2 separate regions of the Arachis hypogaea genome follow, and region 1 is linked to region 2. Evidence: chromatin contacts called from public Hi-C data. All regions are on one chromosome and are shown on one strand. Each heading gives the region's core, a stretch centred on a gene start, on an enhancer-like site or on the middle of the called end of the contact. The rest is flanking DNA. Distances are from core to core; before and after follow the strand shown.

Region 1 (2,700 bases), core at 152-2,651, 230 kb before region 2:
AAATATCTATCAACCTTAAACATAATTCTAAGACTTTCAAAAATATAATTTTTATTTTTCAATTTCACTCAAAATCTTATAAAAATTTTGACAGAATCTCCGCTAAAATTCAGATTTTTTCACCCTTCAAGGTTCCATCCAAACTAAATATTCATCTAAACTAACATGCAAAGATTGAAATACTAATACACCCACCAAGAGACTTCAATCGTTTTTACTAATCAACTCAAATTCACAGTACATTTAATAGATATTTAAAGTAATCTAACTTTATAAAATAAACAAACACTAAATCATATGATTTATTTTAATTCCTTCATCATCAAACCAATTTTAATAACTAGAATAATCAACACAAATTTTATTTTATAATAATTAATAATAAATATGAATAAAATCTAAATTACCATAGGATAACCAAAATGCAAATCCTACGTTAAGTTAACCCTAAATCCTAAATTAGCATATAATAATTAAATCTCAAATTCCAAAATTAATGTAAATAAAATTTAAATTATAATTTATATAAGAAGTAGATGCATGAAACCTAACGGTGACAGAGGGAGATGAAGTGGCGGCGGCGGAAATGGGTAGAGAGAGAAATGAAGAAGAGGAGTTTAGAGAGAGAGGCTTTTCGAAATGAAGGGGAAGAGATATTCGTGTTCTCTATTTTAGGGATGACTACCGTGGAATTTACCAACGATAACTCCTTGCGTATTACCAAAAAGCAACATTTAACTAAAATGACTTACCATCGAATTTTACCAACAGTAAATCTGAAGCTAAAGTTCGCGCTTATTGTCTTCTATTTTCCGCCAAGTATTACTCACAAATTTATTGTCGAAAAAGTTAATCCGTTGATAACTATTTGACATAACAAATTCTAGTACAAAATCTCCATAAATCTATCGATAAAACTGACAGTAACTCGAGACGTTAAATCTGACGATATTCAATGTATTTTTTGTAGTGATAAGAAGTTTAATTAATTATTGGTGGAGCTCTATTGTTGACACTGAAAATACTTGTCAACATACGTCATACTTGATTTATTTTTTCATGCCTACCATATTTTTTTTAAAGAGAAAGCATAAGAGAAAATATAAGACAAGAACACAAAGATTAAACAATATAAACAACTTAAAAAATTAATTAATTTTAAATTAATTATTAAAATCAGAATCTCCCATGCATATACCGAAAGATGAAAGGAAAAATAATGCGTACATGCATGGATGGTATATATTCTTACACTTGCAAGTTTTCTTGTGACTCTGACAACCTAACAAGTAACACCACACTGTACTCCTTTAATTATTCCTAACAACCCTTCCTAAACTCCTCTCATGCATGTCGCCCCTATAAATTCAACAATCTCACCCTTTTATTTCCTTCCAACACCATATAGTAACATAATCTTTATATATCATCAACAATATTACTTAAGGAAAGGTGTATTAGCTACCATCACCATGATTGAAATTGAGACACTTCCTCTACTCTATACTCTTATTGCTTTGTTATTCGCATATTTACTTTGGTTCCACCTTTTCTCTCGAACCCTAACCGGTCCGAGAGTGTATCCTTTCCTTGGAAGCCTTCCAATCCTTTTCATGAATCGAAATCGGGTTCATGATTGGATTACCCTAAATTTAATAGGCCGAATCAAAGTTTCTGGTTCGGCCACATACCAGACTTGTATCCTCCCTTTTCCTTTCTTGGCACGTAAGCAAGGGTTTTACACAGTCACGTCCAATCCCAAGAACATCGAGCACGTGCTCAAAGTCAGATTTGATAATTACCCGAAAGGGCCCAATTGGCAAACAGCATTCCATGATCTCTTGGGCCAAGGGATCTTCAACAGCGACGGTGCCACGTGGCTGATTCAGCGCAAGACGGCGGCTTTGGAGTTCACGACGCGAACCCTAAAGCATGCCATGAGCCGATGGGTGAACCGTACAATCAAGAACCGGTTGTGGTGCATCTTGGATAAAGCAGCAAAGGAGGGTGTAGCGGTGGACCTTCAGGACCTTCTTCTCAGGTTGACTTTTGATAACATTTGTGGACTCACGTTTGGGAAGGACCCAGAAACTTTGTCACCGGATTTGCCTGAAAACCCTTTCTGCAATGCCTTTGATTCTGCAACTGAAGCTACGTTGCATAGGCTTTTGTATTACCCTGGGATCTTGTGGAGGTTCAAGAAGCTTCTATGCATTGGTTCCGAAAAGAGGCTCATGGACAGTTTGAAGGTCAGCCAAGTCAACTTTTTTTATTATTATTATTATTATGAAAAATTAATATGCATGTGTTTCACTGTTCCATGCATAGGTCGTTGACGATTACATGAACGTCGTCGTCTCCAATCGTGACAAGTCATCCTCCGACGACCTAATCTCCCGCTTCACCAGCAAGCGTGACGGCGATGGCAACCCCTTCTCCGCCGCCGCACTCCAACGCATCGCCCTCAACTTCGTCCTCGCCGGCAGGGACACCTCCTCCGTCGCCCTCTCCTGGTTCTTCCACCTCGTCTCCTCCCACCCCGCCGTCGAAGATCGCATCCTCCGCGAGCTTACGGCGGTCCTCTCCGCCTCTCGCGGCTCGGATCGCTGTCGCTGGACGGAGAATGCTATCGACTTCGAGGAGGCGGAGAAGCTTGTTTACCTCAAAGCCGCACTCTCCGAAACGCTGCGTTTATACCCA
Region 2 (2,700 bases), core at 194-2,693:
TTTTTCTCTCAGTCTCGGTCTTTCCGTCTCTGTCTCTCCACCAAACGTTACCCTATTGTTCTAATCTCAATCTCCCTCTTTGTCACACGCACATTGTGGCTCTTTGTTTAATTTGTTTTCTTTTGCTAGCAATAACATCATCAACCTAATATTGACCAAAATAACTTTCCGTGTTATAGGCCTTATTCTCAGCCACTTATGAACAAAAATCCTAGTGTTGTTATGCATGGATGAGAGGATATTTTTGTAATATGAATTATTCATGAAGAAGAGAGAATTTAGAACACTCGAATATATCCGTGAAAATTTCATATAATATAAGTACCACGCATAAATTTTCACTAAGAACTCTCGGTTATGTATATTTTATTTGGATTAATTTTTTTAATTAATGATAATAAAAATTCAGACATTATTTAAATTATGCGAAATTTTTAGATGAAAGAATAATCTATTGTAAGAAAATATCTTGGTGTTGGAGTGTCCAAGTCACTATCTAGATGCCACACCTAATAGTCTCCATCGGCGATTGCTTCGACTTTGAGGGGCCAATTTTGATTGTTAGCATTCGTGAATTGATTTTCCATTCCTATTCATGCCTAAATATATAGGTTACAAAGTCCTTATATTCACTATGAAATATAAATTGGGGGAGGATAATAATTAGGTTATCTTTGGTTGTCATTTAGTCCTTTTTTTTCAGATATTGCTAAATAAAAATTAGAATCCAAAAAACATGATATAGCATTGTTTGTCCTTTTCAGTTTTTGTAAATAAAAAATATTATCTTGATTAATTCATCACAAATAAAATAAGAGACAAGATAATAAAACTTATCGTACTATTATCACTTTAAAAGTCGTTAAACACATGGAAAATGGCGACTTTTAACTCAATTTTATCTATAATATCTGAATACTAGACTAGTCACGAGTCACGACTGAGAATATTATCAGAACATTCATGCTCATTATTTTGAAAACAAAAATATTTTTTAGTAGATTTTAATTGAGATTACTTCATGTGATCACTTTAATAAGTATCCTCAAACTCTCCAATTTTTTTTCACTAAAGTATTGATCTCCTAATATTTTTTAATAATACTATAATTAAAAAATATACATAAAAAATACAAGTTAAATATAGACTTTTTAATTTTCTATGAATTAAATGTAGTGAAAAAAACATTCAAAACTTTCTATAGGACAACTTTTAACTATACATATGTATGTATGTTTCACATAGTTATTGCTTTTACGAGGGTAGTATCTCATTATCTTTGGGTTTTTTTTTTCAGGAGGATTGATTGGACGGCTTCTAAGTTCTAACCTTAGATATCATACATTACAACACTCATACGCACCCAAGACTAAGTTTCCATTAGGAAAGTCAAATGAATTAGCCCAACTTGCCTAAACCTGCGAGTTAAACAAGCTGACCTATTTAAATCCATTTTATTTATGGACCATAATTTTTTAGCATAGACTGTTTATAACCAGGCCCATAGTTAAACGGGATTGCGCATTTCTTTTATCTTTTTTAAAAAAAATATTTTAACAAAAAATATCACTTACATAAAAATATTAAAAAAAGTCATTTTAGTTAATGAATCAAATTTTTAGGTTGGATAAGAGAGAATGTTGGCTAAAAATACTAATTTTTTGTAAAAAATACAAAAAAAAATTAAACGAGTGGGCTGTTTAGTCCACAAGTTGACCCGTTTAACCCAAAATTTAAATGGATATAATTTTAGAGATAAAAACCCACCTATTTAAACAGATTAACGGGTTGGCTTGACGAGTTTGTCACATTGTGGATTAAAACTATTTTAAGAAACTTCAAACTTCTGGCCCAAAAAAGAAAAAAAATTATCTACGGAAAAATAATCGCTGGATAACATAGCATGGACATGCCCCGTCCCAAAAAAAAAAAAAAAAAAAAACATAGCATGGACATGCATGAGAATTACTAACAAGCATGTCACATCACATGCAAATGTCTTGTCATAAAGCAATTTTCTAACACTAATGAATTGCTAATTTCTCCTCGAGAAGAGAATCGCTTAATTAATATTATGATATTGTCTGGCTGTTATTGTTGAGGAGACAAGAATCACTTTATGGTTGTTGAAAGTTGTAACTAAACCCTAAGCTTAGTTATAAAACTAGAGACCATGACAAATTAATGCTTTTTTCCTACAAGGTGCCTTGCACATCAGGGAAAAAGTAATCTTAAGTATCTTACCATGGCTTTAGCTAGTTGACTGAAAATTCTCCCCAAATAATTTTAACATGCTTTATCAAGGTATATCACCATATATGATGAACCACCTGCATATGCACAAGAACACAAGCCATTAGATTTGTGGTAAAAAACTACAGTAGTGTAAAAGCATCTCAAATGTATGTGTATCAACATAGATACAACAAAGCCTTATCAATAGAGGTAGGCTACATGATCAAACAACACCATTCTCTTTTGATAAGTTCTTCAAAGTTATCCTTGTCTCCTCATATTCCTAGCAACCGGTTTATCCCTTCATCTGATCCACCTTCCCGGTAGTATTACTAAAATCATGTTTACATGGACACTGTGTTATCAAAGCGTAAATGTAGCTGACCCTTCTTGTTACCGGGAAAAATGGAAAACTTGATTGGTTATTTCGAAGTTACAGTGTTGCACAAAAAAGAGCAGGGTATC

What was found. A called contact is a pair of places that touch in the nucleus more often than the background predicts.
Region 1: a contact with region 2 is called in a Hi-C map of leaf, with 6 times the contacts expected there. The contact joins the promoter of LOC112720024 here to the enhancer-like site in region 2. A contact is called at or near these places in 2 of 8 Hi-C or Micro-C datasets (both in leaf).

Annotation. Positions count from the first base shown.
Region 1 is chr11:5,699,161-5,701,860 of arahy.Tifrunner.gnm2.J5K5, reverse strand. It overlaps LOC112720024 (cytochrome P450 86A1), which reads left to right and starts at 1,401. Exons shown (of 2, transcript XM_025770818.3): 1 at 1,401-2,249; 2 at 2,329-2,700. The coding sequence starts at 1,473.
Region 2 is chr11:5,474,199-5,476,898 of arahy.Tifrunner.gnm2.J5K5, reverse strand. LOC112720018 (pentatricopeptide repeat-containing protein At4g20740) reads right to left here. Exons shown (of 4, transcript XM_025770811.3): 4 at 2,033-2,330. Among protein-coding and RNA genes, the nearest start is that of LOC112720018, 6.1 kb to the right of the region's middle. Within about 2 kb of position 1,443, at least 2 of the 3 cell types and tissues checked have open chromatin away from gene starts, as enhancers often do.